Regions from separate parts of the Astyanax mexicanus genome. Here region 2 is linked to region 1. The links are chromatin contacts, called in public Hi-C maps. All regions are on one chromosome and are shown on one strand. Each heading gives the region's core, a stretch centred on a gene start, on an enhancer-like site or on the middle of the called end of the contact. The rest is flanking DNA. Distances are from core to core; before and after follow the strand shown.

Region 1 (7,332 bases), core at 181-2,680:
AAAAACAAAAAAAAACAGCACAGTCACAAAAGACCACTGTGTGTGTGTGCACATGTGTGTGTGTGTGTGTGTGTGTGTGTGTGTACTTATTAAGAAGTAGTGTAGTGTATATGTGAGTAATCCTGCTGGGTCAGTGGTGGAGACAGTGGAGCGTGGGGCTGAATCTGGGGCACACTCAGATTAAAGGAGGCACCTGGTCCTCCCCCTGCTGGAGGACGGAAGTCGGGGATGCTTTAGTGTGACTGATACCTGAGGCGTCTTCTGTTGCTAGGGTTGTACAAACATTTATTTGAATGAGAAACTGTGTAGTTGTGTTTGTTTTTAGTTGAAAATACTGTGCTGCCCAACTGGACTGTAACTGTAGATAACTGTGAATGGCAGATTGAGAAAATACGCTAACCCACAGACTGTAAAAAAGATGGACGTCATGTCGCCGTTCCCATTCATTCAATGAAAATGAACCCAAAATCTTTCGCCATGTTGGTGATCCTGATACCCGAGTCTGCGCAGTAGAGACCAGAGGATGGAGAAAGACCGTGGACTGTGGAAACACAGCCCACTCATTTAAATAACCCCGCCCCAGAGTGTGAAAGTTCAATTAGCAGGGTAAGAGCTCAGTTTTGCTCAAAATATTGCAATGCACACAACATTATGGGTGACATACCAGAGTTCAAAAGAGGACAAATTGTTGGTGCACGTCTTGCTGGCACATCTGTGAACAAGACAAGTCTTTGCGATGTATCAAGAGCCACGGTATCCAGGGAAATGTCAGCATACCACCAAAAAGGACCAACCACATCCAACAGGATTAACTGTGGACGCGAGAGGAAGCTGTCTGAAAGGGATGTTCGGGTGCTAACCCGGATTGTATCCAAAAAAATACATAAAACCACGGCTGCTCAAATCACGCAGAATTCAATGTGCACCTCATCTCTCATGTTTCCACCAATACTGTCCGTCACCACAATAAATTATATTGTGGTCTAAAACCAGGTGTTTCAGTTTCATTGTCCAACCCCTGTTTCTTCTATCTGTCTAAACTAATGCTAATCTAATTCAAACAGCCTTGTGTTCAGGTCTTTTCTATGAGCTTATAAGATTGAAAACCAAGACATTTGAACCATTTCCAGCTCTTTGTTGCCATCTAGAGGAATAGTGACTCAGTGCACTGCACACGGTCATGTCACGTGATTCAAGTTCTGCCTGGATACTTGTTGTCTTTACATAACTAGAGTGTGCTCTGATGCAGCAGATAAACACAGTACAATTAGGCAATATCTGCTCTACAGTGACCATTGTCTGCTCAGTGCTGATATTCACCCTGACAAAGTAAAGGTAGCTACATACCTTCACCAAGATGAAGGAAACGAGGGAACACACAGGCTGTAATGCGGAGAACGAGCTGCGGTCCCCGTATATACACCCTGCACACGTCACCGCTCTGACTAAGCGCTCCGGATTTGAATAAATTCTCCATTGTGTGGATGTTAATGTGCTCTACTTTTTCTCTGCTTTCTTCCAGCAGCTTGAATTGCTGGTTTAATTATCTGTAAACTGGCAGGAGGGGAGCAGATGTGAGCGGGGCTGGTGAATAACCCACATGCTGAGTAATTAAAAGCCTAGTGTTTCAGGACTGCACACAGGAGAATCTCGAGCTTCTGTTGGGGAATTAGTGTATTGACGACTTGCAGATATATAGAAATGGTCAAAGTATAAATACATGGAAAATAATGTTTCCAAGATTTATTAAACTGTATTTTTCGCACCAGTCGCACCATCAATGAACATCTATTTCCTGGTCTATTTTCTTACATAAGGCACACTAGATTATATGGCGCATTTTAAGACACATTTATAAGAAAATTCTATCTCAGCAGGTCTCGCCACTGGGGGGTGGTGGGGGGGTAGCTATGTAAAGCTAAAAAGTAAGTAAACAAAACTGTAATAAAAAAAAGACTTTAAAATTAAGTCAAACAAGCGCTGAAAAATGTTTATTTGTGTGAGTAAAGTGCTTCGGTTTATTTACAGTAAGCTTAGATTCACAAATTTCTCCAGCACTAAGGCTGGAGCATTAGCATTAGCAGCTAACAGCTCCAGCAGTGCTAGCCAGGGATAGGAGCAGGCTACAGGCCGATAATACTCCCCTCTGAGCGGTGAAATAGCGAGCGCAATTAGCGGGTAATGCTAATACTCCAGCCTTTTGTGAATCCAGAAATTTGTGAATCTAAGCTTACTTTAAATAATCTGAAGCAATTTACTCACCGAAATAACCATTTTTCAGCACATTTTTCAGCGCTTCTACCCCAGTAGGGCTAGCCGGGTAAGGAGCAGACTACAGGTTGATAATACTCACCTCTGAACAGGGAAATAGCGAGCGTGGTTAGCAGGTAATGTTTATGCTGCTCCAGCAGGCTACTGGCTGATAATATCCCCTTTGAACGGGGAAATAACAGTTAGCGGCTAATGTTAATGCTACTCTAGCCTCAGTGCTGCAGAACTAATCTGAAACTCCTGAATAACACTGCAGTTTGATGGAGTGGCTTTAAAAAAAAAGAAAGAAACAAATAAGCTGCCTCTTTCTCTTCTGATGTACCTTTAGCCTCTACCATCTCTTCTGTCCATTCTCTACTTTCTTTAAAACAAACTGGACCTTAGCTGAACTTAACTGCATCAGTAAGCCCTAATGACCAGGTTCTGTTGGCTATAATACTGCCTCCACCATGTTTAACCGATGGTTTAAAGGAAATTCTCACTTCATCTTTCATCTTCTAGGTTTGCTGTGTTCTGAACAATTGTGTCTGTGGGTTCTGTGTATTGGGAGTGTGGTTCAAGTCACTAGTAGATTAAACAAAAATCACAGGCCTCTTTAATGAAATGATTAAAATGTGATCTAAGGTCTGTGTGTCTGTGTGTGTGTGTGTGTTGTTGTCTCTCCTCAGCCTTGAAGTGAAAGGGGACGAGTTTGCTTCTTCTGTGGCCAGCTTACCAGTAGAGCCAGTGAATGAAGCCCATCCAGCCAAGGTAACAAAAACCTCTGTGTGCCAGACCACAGCAGTCCAGCTGCTGCACTTCTGCAGCACATCACTCAGCGTCTGGCAGTCATCCGTCCATAAAGTGCATCCAAAAATGTGAACTTGGCTAACAGTGAAGGAGATGGCTTTATGGCTGGTTGTCCTCCATTAGTTTTTATTCATTCTGCTTTATTTACACACTATGAGAAATCATTTGTAGAGTTCTTCATCTTCAAATCACAAATATTAATAGAGAGTTTGACCCTGCTTTACGACCATAACAGCTTCTAGTTCTTAGGGAAGGTTTAGAAGAGAATAAAAGCTGGTTCTGTTGCCATTCAGATGTGAGTATTATCGTATTGGCCTGTAACCTGCTGCTAACCCCAGCTAGCACTGCTGGAGCAGCATTAGCATTAGCCGCTAATGGCACCTTAAAATCTAGTGCACCATATAAATGTATAAAAAAAATAAATACATAAAAAATTCAACAAAAATATCTTGAAAAAAAAGTGTTTTTTTTTTTTTATATTGTAAATTTAATATTAAAGATATTAGTTATTCAGAAACACATGCGATATTGTTCTGTGAACACAATACAATGTATTGTGGTGTTTTTTATTTTTTTGTATTTCTACTTGATCTTTAACACAAGCTCTTAAACTGGATAAAGATTCCAATAAACAAAGTAGTAGTAGATAAACATTGTAGTTTTTACATTTATTTATTGAACATTTTTTTCTGAAAAACTTACTTTCAATAACTCATGTCACCCTGTTGAGTAGCAACATCTTTATAATGATCATTCCTCTTCAAAATGCTGGCGCAATTTGGATATTATAATTTGATGTCAGACTTTCATTCCCACAACATGATGCTGCCACCCCCATGCTTAACAGAAGCACCTAATGGCACCTTAAAATCTGGTGCACCATATAGTGTAAAAAAAAATTAAACAACAAACATCTTACAAAAAAGTGCATGCATATAAACTGCAATCAATTAAATACAAGTACATACAGTGAATAACAAAACTGCTTTCAAGAATATTTAATATTGCAATATTAGGAAATGTATCTTTTGTATATCAGGATATACGTATATTAGGATGTGTACATTCTTTTGGTAATGTTATTGTGTGCAATGTAATATGGCATACCCCTAATATAAATGTAGCCTTCCAAGTTTACACGCTTGTTTTTCCTAACGCAGGGCAAAGCTGAGGAGCAGGAGGCACATGCGCCCCCCCAGAGTGAAAACCTGATAGACTTCACAGATCCCACCCCAGTAGTAAGTCCCTGAACGCACTGCTACTTAATGTCCTGTCTCATTCCCATGCTTTATTTATTTCTTCATGTTTTATTGCAGTGTAAGGATGAAAACTCAAGTGCTGTTATGCCCTTCCTTACAGCTCCCGCAGGTGCAGCCGCCCAAGCCCATCATCACCCCGCGGTGGATCATTCCAGCAGCTACAGTGAGTTCAGGCTGCCGAGAGGCTCCTTAAAGTGCTCAACAGGATCTAACAGTAGTGTTTAATCTCAGTAATAAAGGCCCACTCTAACACTCCATATGTTTAATTTAAAGAGCAGCGTTTCCTTTTATTGAATAAGAAATGATTTTTAAAGGCTGCTTAATTAGTTTAAGCATATGGAGCGGAAGAGTTTTACACTTTTATGAGACCCAGTAGTTTTTATTTGCAGCTTGTTTTACACACAATACGGGTCAAACGTTTGGGCACACCACTTCACCTCTTTCTCAGTGTGTTTTTACATTGTAAATTTAATATTAAAGATATTAATTATACAGGAACACGTGCACAATTGTTCTGTAAACACAATACAATGTATTGTGGTGTTTTATTTTTTTGTATTTCTACTTGATCTTTAACACAAGCTATTACACTGGATAAAGATTCCAATAAACAAAGGAGTAGTAGATAAACATTGTAGTTTTTACATTTATTTATTGAACAATTCTTTCTGAAAAACTTACTTTTATTAACTCTAGTCACCCTGATGAGTAGCAATATCTTTATGATGATCATTCCTCTTCAAAATGTTGGAGCAATTTGGATATTATAATTTGTTGTCAGGCTTTCATTGACTTGAGGCAGCATTGTGTTACCAGAACATGATGCTGCCACCCCCCATGCTTAACAGTTGCGCTTAACAGTTTCTTAGGCTGGAATTCTGTGTTTTGATTTTTTATTGGGTTTTTTTTAAATCACTTTTTTAATAATAATAACTTTGAAAAGAAAGGTATGGTATATTGGATTATCTGGTATATTTTCAGAATTTCCGAATTTAATATTGGCTTTTTTAGATCAATAAATAAACACTTCAATGTTTTTTGTGATTTGTTTTGAAATCTCTTTATCCAGTTTGGTTCTAGAGACATTTGGGATGATTCTAAAAAAAAATAGACAAGAATTCCAACCAATCATCTCTTCTTCTCACTTTTCAGTGCTCTCTCTCTCTCGTAGTGACCCCTAGCGACCTCCTAACCCTCTCACCTTTCTTTGCCCTTCTCTAGCAGACCGGCACCTTTACTAACGGCCTCCTAGAGCATGATTCTGCAGCAAAGATGACCCCTCACCATCCTGAAGGGGGCGCTCTTGCCTCCCTCCCTCATCTCTCTCACACTCATAATGTGATTGCCACCAGGTTTGTGTTCGCCATGATTTCTTCCCATGTAGTTTTAATAAATATTCCACAGTTGGGTGCCCAGTGGTCCTAAGCGATGCCGCTATGATCGGGAGATTGCTGGTTTGAATCCTGGTTATGCAGCTTGTCGTCAGCTGCTGGGGCCCTGAGAGAGCACAATTGATCTTGCTCTCTCTGGGTGGGTAGATGGCGCTTTTTCCCCCCGATCATCACTCCTATGGTGATGTCGATCAGTGCCGGTCACGATCCATTGTGAAATGGAATGTGCCATCGATATGGTGCTCAGTGTCAGACCCTGTTCCAACTACGATGATTCATGTTACCTTGCCATGAGCACTCTGTCCAGTGTTTAGACTCACTCACAAGATAACACATTAAGTTATACAGGGTTTGGCGTTACCAAACCATTGCCGGGGTAACACTTTATCTGGTCAGTTTACATATTCATGTCTCATGATTTTGGTCTCAAGACTTTTGGCTGGAGTGTCCCAGCGACTTTGGTTTTTCAGTTTGCATCATTTATTTTCTATATACAGTACCAGTCAAAAGTTTGGATACGTCTTCAGTTTTGTGTTTTTTATTTTATTTTTTCTCATTATTTTAAGATGTTCTGAATTGAAGACTAATACTAACGTCACCAAAACCATGAAGGAAAAACCTTTTGGAATTATTAATTAAACAAAAAAAGTGTTAAACAAACCAGAATTAAGTTTTACATTTTAGATTTTTCAAACAGCTTTGCACATCTTGGCTTGGCAGGATTTTCTCAGTCAGCTTTATGAGGTAGAGTCACTTGGAATTCAGGCTTTCAGTTAACAGCTGTGATGAACTTATCAAGAGTTAATTTCCTGAATTTCTTGTCTCTTAATGTGTTTGAGAGCATCAGTTGTAAAGTTGTGAAGAGGTAGAGCTGGTATACAGTGAATAGCTCTATATGAGTTATGTTCTAATCCATATTACGACAAGAACAACTCAACTAAAGTAAAAAAGGTCAGTCAATCCCAAAGAAATACAAGAACTTTGAACCTATCAAGTGCAGTCACGTTCAAAGACCATCAAAAGCATTATGATGAAACTGGCACTCATCAGGACCGCCCCAGGAAAGAAAGAGCAAGACTTCTTTAGAGTTACTAGCCCCAGATAAGAGTAATTTTGGTTTGTTTAACAAATACATTTTCTACTAAATGCATATGTCCATTTCTATTCACAGCATTGTGGCTCACCCACCCAAGGAAGACAACAACAAGCCCAAGGGCCTGCTGACCACTGAGCTCTGAGGACACTACATTCCAGCTTAGGGCATTCCTGCACTCAGAGGGACGTGAAGCACCAGGCGCAGTAGACATGATGTTACCAGCTGGACTCTGGAACACTGTGGATCCACCTTTTAGTGCTTGCTGGCTTTGCGTGGTGCCTTTAAGCCCTGGCCCTGGATCTGCCTCGCTAGGACCAACCTCTGGACTGAACACTGTTGAGATTTTGGCATTTGAGGATTTGGAGAATTTGGGATTTTGGGATTTTGGGTGGCTGCAGCTGTTCTGGGGTCAGCAGAGTTGGAAGAAGGCCTTCCGTTTGGTCGTTGGGGGAAACTCTTGACTCTTGTCCGATGAGGCGAACTTACAGGTGCTGCTCTGCCACCTGCTGTGCTGTTCTCAAACTTC
Region 2 (7,269 bases), core at 2,643-5,142, 45 kb before region 1:
ACATCCGTTCAGATGAGCTAAACCTTTTTTAAAGTTTATCTTCCGATGAGTTAATGAGCCAACAGAGCTCATAGATGCATCATTTCAGATTAGCCAACAATGCTAATAGCAACACCTCTTCAGATTTGCTAACGTAGCTGTATTATTAACCCTTTCACATTTAAGAGCTAATCAATTTATCCCTTCAGATGAGCAAACATTGCTTACAGATAAACCCCTTCAGTTGAGTTAACAGAACTGACCAATTTGTCCCTTCAGATGAGCTAATTTAGCTATCCTTTACAACGTTTCAAATGAGTTAACAGAGCTAACCAATGTGTCCCTTCAGATGAGCTAACATTGCTAATAGATACACCCCTTCAGTTGAGTTAACAGAACTGACCAATTTGTCCCTTCAGATGAGCTAATGTAGCTATCTTATAAACACTTTCAAATGAGTTAACAGAGCTAATAGATACACCCCTTCAGAAGAGCTAATATAACTAAAAGATGAGCTAACAGAGCTAAAAGATGCTTCTCCTCAGATGAGCTAACAAATCTTACCAGTATATCCTTTCAGATTAGCTCAAAAAAAGCTAAAAGATACATCCCTTTAGTTGACCTAACAGGGCTCAAACACTATTTAGGGCAAGCTAACAATTTTGAGCTAACAGGGTTAATAGGGCTTATAGAAAAACCCTTTCAGATGAGCAAACAATGCTAATTAATGGATCCCTTCACTTCAGGTGAGCAGGTGGAGCTAATAAACACGCTCCTTCAGATGAGCTAACAAAGCTAATAAATAACCTACAGTCCTTTGGATTAGCAAACAAAGCTCAAAGGTATAGCTACCCTTAAGAAAATGCTCAAAAAGCTAATAGACACCGCCCTTTCAGATAAGCTAACAGAGATAACCAATATGCCTCACAAGCTCAGCTGAAGTAGCTAAAATAAACACATCCAGCTAAACAATATATTTCCCTGCATGAGCTAATAAGCTAACAGTGCTACCCAAAGGCTGCAACGTCTATTTCCAAACTAACATCAGGTAGAGCAGTTAGCGGAAAAAAAAAAACACCAGAACTGCCAGCACTACCAGAACACTGCTCTTTTTGGGGGCTAGCTAACATTTATATTTACACCTAAATATTATTCTTAAAATGTGGATTTGTCAACAAACTACTCCTTTAATAATTGTAGTGTGTTTGGGAGATTCAAGAGAGAAAGTTGGCCTTTTTTGGTCGACAGTTTCTCGTGTTTACTTAGCGTAGCAAGCCTGAATCAGACAAAGTATGCTAAAGTTTTTTTTTTCCAGCCGTTTTCTGAGCTTTATCTATAGCAGAAGCCTCTGAGCCCATGTCCCATCTCACCAGCTGTCTCTCACGCCCTGTTTACGAATGCTGCTTCTCAAACTGGTTGCGATTTACCAATAAATCTACTGGACATTAAGAGTCCCGTGGACATGGAGTCTGTGGAGGATTCTTCCAGTGGTACAGAGCACTGGTCCAGGCTTGAAACTCTACTACTAGGTACCAAGTGACATTTAATCTGAAGATTATAGGACAATATTGGGTGATTAGGTTTTAGGACCAATCAATATCTCTGCTCTTGAATGTCCATTTAAACTTCTCCAGCATATGATTCAGGTTTGGGTGTGTTGAGTTAATAAATATAGAGCGTTTTTTCAAATGAAATGTTTTCTGCCTTGTGGAAAAGGACAGCACTTTTCGAGAGAGGATCATGAAAGCTACTCAAACATGCATAATGAAACATTTATAAAGTCTTGTTGACATTATATTTATCTTTTTTTTCTTACGTACACCTGCAAGAGAAAGAAAAAGTCAATTGTGCCACTTGTTAATTTTGTAAATATTCTAGTGTGAATACAATGTTGTATATTAAAAAAAAACCTTTAAAAATAAAAGAGAAAATGTGATGTGTGTGATGGTATTATTTTCTGATAAATGACAAATTTGCAACTCAGTATAGCAGAAAAAATTATCTGTATTACATACCCTTTGTTTTGCTTCAACTCTCAATACTTTGAGTGATAAGTCATTACTTTTTCTGTGCCTCTCACTGGCCACTTTATCGGAAACACCATCATTTGTGTTTCCACTCACTAGATACTTTATTAGAAATACCAATCTTGTGCTTCCACTTACTGGACACTTTTAGAAATGCCTACCTTGTGGTTACACTCACTGGCTTCTTTATTAGAAACACAGACCTTGTGCAGTCACTTACTGGCCACTTTATTAGGAACACCTTTGAAATTTCAGTCTCTGGCCACTTTATTAGAAATCCCCACCTTAAGATTTCAGGCTCTGGCCACTTTATTAGAAACCCCCACCTTGAGATTTCAGTCTCTGGCCACTTTACTAAAAACCCCCACCTTGAGATTTCAGTCTCTGGACACTTTATTAGAAACACATACTTTGTGCAGTCACTCAGTGAAATATTATTAGAAAGCTCCACCTTGAGATTTCAGTTTCTGGCCTATTTATTTAAAAAAAACTACCTTGTATTACATAGGCCACTTAATTAGAAACACCTACCCTAAACTTCAACTCAATGGCCAATTTATTAGAAACTTGTGCTCCACTTGCTGGCCACTTTATTAGGAACACCTAACTTGTAAACACGTTCAAGTCTTGTGAGGTCCATGCCTCAATAGTGCCACAAAATCTTAGACAGGGGGTCTTAATGTTATGGCTGACCCATATATGCCACAACTACAATGCTTTTCATTAAAATATGATCTGTGTCTAGGTTTCAGTAAACATGGGAATGGATCTGCTAATAAAGCACTCTTGATCCAAAGATCTAAGATCCAAACAGCAGATGAGTTTATGAGTTTTATGAGCTTATATTAATTAAATCTGTGGTGGTTCATGACAAGTTTGGAATTCATGCATCAGAGATTTTAACACAGGTAATAAAACCCTGTGAACAACCAGGGGGTGGTGCTGTGGTACCTGCAGGCCTGTGAAGGAAAATCATGAAAATCATCAGGGGTTCCCAAACTTTCATAAACTTGTCAAACGTTCATGATTGCACTGGGTTTTATGTAGGGGTTTCAGAGGAAGTAGTGCTTTTTCACATCACATTTTTTTTAATAAAAATTTTTAAAACCACGTATTATTTTTGTTCCACTTCACAAATTATGTGCTATTTTGTGTTGGTCTATCACTTCAATCTCAATAAAATAAATGTAATTTTGTGATTGTAAGAAGACAAAATGTACAAAAATTTCAAAGGATATGAAACTGAATCAAGTTCTTTGATTGTGCTACTTATAGGTATATATTTTAGTAAAATGAACATTGTTGTTTTATTCTATAAACTACAGACAAATTTCTCCCAAATTCCAAATAAAAATATTGTCATTTAGAGCATTTATTTACAGAAAATGAGAAATGGCTAAAATAAAAAGAGTTTTCAGATCTCAAATAATGAAAAGAAAACAAGTTCATATTCATATTTTTTTTCAGAAATCAATATTTGGTGGAATAACCCTGGTTTTAAATAAACGTTTTCATGCATCTTGGCATGTACCCCTCCACCAGTCTTACACACTGCTTTTTGGATCACTTTATGCCACTCAAAACATCATCCATCCATCCATCTATCATTTATCTTTCTCTTGATTATATTCCAAAGTTTTTTGAATTTGGCAAAATCGAAGAAACTCACCATTTTAAGTGGTCTCTTGTTTTTTTTTCAGAGCTGTATGTAAAAGTTGTATCATATGATATCCGACGGTGATGAGACTCTGTGAAGCTAATTGCTAAGATTAGCCCCCGGCTGTCCTTCAGCGCTGCTCCTTTAAATCTCAATCCTCTTTTAGGGATTTCAGGAACGTCATTTCCTGAAGGAGGGAGCAGATCCTCCTCCTGTAGCTCTGGGGGAGAGACAGAGCGAGTATAGTGGAGAGAGAGAGCGGGGCAGCGGGCTGGCTGGCGGGGTGTTGTGGTGGAGCTGAGCGGTGGATATGAGCTCCTCGGAGCGCGGAGCTGCTTTGTGATCGATGCGCGGGTGGAGGAGCTGTGTTTACCCGGACTGAGAGTGAGTAAACTCGGCCTGCGGGCTTCAGACTTTCCGCCTGTTTTGGATCAACAAGTGGCGTAGCGGTCAGCGGCTCAGCTACCCTTACTAACACCAACTAACACTGCTCACACACACATACTGACCCACAGCGTCCTCAAGCCCGGTCCAGTCCGCGCTCAGGTTATTAAATATCACATTATAAAACCCTCTATATGTTTATTTGTTGATTTAGATAGCTATCAGACTGATGCGCGCGCGGGATAAAGGGACAGAGGGAGAGAAGTGGAGAACAGCAACAGGTTGGATCCGAATCATCAGTATCTAATGTTTCATTTGGGAAAGAGTCGGTTCTTTGAGTCGACTCGGTGTTCAGGTCCCCGCTGGGATGCGATTCACGTTAAAGAGCCGAGTTTTAGACTTGTGTAGGGATGGGAACGATCCAGTAACAGGTTTTTTTTTTATCGATGGCGGTCTATCGGGAAATTCATGCTAGGTGTAGTATAAATGGAGAATAAAAAGAACGAATCGGATCCGATTCTGCAGTGAATCGATCACCGTGTGCTGATTTGTTGGAGTTTTAGACTAGTAAAGTTAGAGCTGTGGGTTAAAGGAGAGCTCCGGTGTAAAATTGACTTTTGGTGTAGTAAAACATGATTTAAAAAGTACTTAACTTCGATGAATAGCACATCTCCATTCTCCCACAGTGTTCCAAGATCCAGAAATTTTAACTGTTTGTCCAAACACCCTTCAGACTGGGTGACACGGGACATAATTTGCTCCAATAAATCGCTTTTTCCACCGTTATCCAGCTCAAAGTAGCTCCACACCTCCTTGCTAGAACCCGGAGAGCCCTGACATTTAAAACGAGGCATTAATAACTTCAAAAGTGCACATGAAACACTGTTTACATCCTATAACCTGAGCTTCTGCTCCGTACACCGCCATCACTGTGTACTGATAATAACTGATAATAATATATACATACACTTCGGATAGCATAGGCTATGTTGAATCTAAGGCTAAGTTGTGGTTTACCCCAGGAACAGATGCTAACTGTAAAATTTAGCTATGTATACAAGATCAAGGACAAACATGGTTATATAAGTATATAAAGAAAAATTTGATTCTACTCATTATTAGTCTTACAATATGAGTAACAGGGTTGCGTTCACTGAGTGACACACACAGATTGGACAAACATATTTGGGAAAAAAAAAACTTGAAAATTGTTAGAGCACTTACTCTTGCAGAAAATGTCCTTGTGATGTAACTTCCTTTGTGCCAGTAGACAAATATTTTCAACTCTTTCTCTACCAGGTAAAATTCCTTATGGTAACAGGGTTGTGCGCATGTTGTGGGACACAAATTTATAGCATAAAAACTGTAACATGCAATACAGTGTAGACCAAAGAAGTTGTTTTCATAAGTAAAGGAGATGCATATCAACAATAAACAAGAAGAAGTCATTTATTTAGAGCTTTTTTTAATTGTTAAATTTGAGTTGGTCACCCAATGTGTGGGACAAGAGAAAACGGCCATTTTTTGAGGTGGTCCAAAGGTATTCTGTCTTTTGAATAATATCTTAGGAGCTTATTTTTCCACCATATTTTACAGTTTGTCTTATCACAAGTACATTGTTCACAAAAAACAGTCATTTAGATATTTTGGATATGTACATTTAAAATGTAAGTGGTGGGACAGGAAATGTACCAAAATCCTGGAATGTCCCATATATGTCTGTCATTATAAGTACACAGTGATATAACGATAATATTAAACACTAGAACACTAGAACGAGAAAAAGACTTGTAATCCTAACCACTTTACACTGAACGATTGAGATGACCCATTCATTACTATGGGGCAAATTTGTACAACAATTGTACAAAACCCATACATCTTATCATTTCATACAGCATATTTTCAGTTATTAAAACATATTACTAGTTTTGTTTTGTTTAGCGATATTTAGCAACAACATTTACTGTTAAGTTCAGAAGATAGATTGCCTTTTATATTTGCTGAGGTTTATGCTCTCTCTCTGTCTCTCTCTCTCTCTCTTATTCTCTCTTTTTTTCTCTTCTCGTCTCTCTCTTTCTCTCTCTCTCCCACACATTTGTGTGCTCATGCATGCACAAACCCAAACACACAGCTAATGGCACATTTCCTCTTCCCAAGCTGATGAGTGTGGAATATGGAGCTACACTAGCATGTTTTTTCTCCTTTAAAATTCTCAGTTAAACTCAGTAACTCAGCACATTACAATATTCTAGTTTAAAAAGCATCAGAAATGGCGTGAGATATTATTATACAGTAAAAAAATAAAAGGATCTGGTCTGTCAGGTGTAAACCACTTTACACTATTATTATTATCGTCTCTCTCCCAAAAATACAGTTAAATACCAATATTATGTCCATTAATTATCCATAGTTATGATATAGTTGTGATTTAATATTTTTATGGGCTTAGTTTCAAAAATACATATCTGTTTCTAAAGCTTATTCTTCTTATATGTACAGGATGTCCGAGTAATAAAAATATACTTATCTAGGACTGTTATGAATAAAGTTAGTCTCCTTAGTCCCCCTTTTTTCTTTAATCCTGTACATCTGTTTGGCAGTTCTAGCAGATTCATGAGAGAGTTGACTCCTTGTTCAGTGGCTGATCAGAACGGCATGTTGACTTCTTCTTCTGTCTTTTCTTCTCAGGTATAATCCGCAGGTCCTCAGCCATGCTGAGTTTTCTCCGGCGCACTCTGGGCCGGCGCTCGGCCCGCAAGGCCGCAGAGAGAGCGCGGCTGAGGGAGGCTCAGAGAGCCAGCACGCACATCCCAGCGGCTGGAGACACCAAAAACATCATCACCTGCAGAGTGTCCCTGCTGGACGGGACGGATGTTAGCGTGGACTTACCGGTGAGTAGCTTATCATGATCACCCTGGAAGATCCACAGCCTTTTTTCGAGCTGCTGCTGATGCGGCATTGCCGAGTAGCATCACAGCGCGCTCAGAGAAAAGCGCAGCGACTCGGTTCTGATACACTTTGGAGCGCCATCTACCCACCCAGAGAGAGCAAGGCCAACTGTGCTCTCTTAGGGCTTCGGCAGCTGATGGCGAGGTGCATGAACGGGATTCGAACCAGCGATCTCTCGATCATAGTGGCAGTGCCTTAGTCTGCGGGACCACTGTTTTTATTTTTTTAAACCTTATTTAAAAATACCAAAAGGTGTTTATTTTTTGTCAT

What was found. Hi-C and Micro-C count contacts between places; a contact is called where the count stands out from the background.
Region 2: a Hi-C map of muscle shows a contact between it and region 1, with 12 times the contacts expected there. The contact joins the promoter of epb41l5 here to the enhancer-like site in region 1. A contact is called at or near these places in 2 of 3 Hi-C or Micro-C datasets (both in muscle).

The regions. Positions count from the first base shown.
Region 1 is chr11:11,800,584-11,807,915 of AstMex3_surface, reverse strand. It overlaps epb41l5 (erythrocyte membrane protein band 4.1 like 5), which reads left to right. Exons shown (of 25, transcript XM_007260573.4): 22 at 2,940-3,021; 23 at 4,221-4,298; 24 at 4,420-4,482; 25 at 6,882-7,332. The coding sequence ends at 6,941. Among protein-coding and RNA genes, the nearest start is that of ramp1, 10 kb to the right of the region's middle. Within about 2 kb of position 1,430, the one cell type or tissue checked has an H3K27ac peak away from gene starts, as active enhancers do.
Region 2 is chr11:11,847,646-11,854,914 of AstMex3_surface, reverse strand. epb41l5 (erythrocyte membrane protein band 4.1 like 5) reads left to right here and starts at 3,892. Exons shown (of 25, transcript XM_007260573.4): 1 at 3,892-4,047; 2 at 6,739-6,941. The coding sequence starts at 6,762. ptpn4a (protein tyrosine phosphatase non-receptor type 4a) reads left to right here. Exons shown (of 27, transcript XM_022680487.2): 27 at 1-1,915.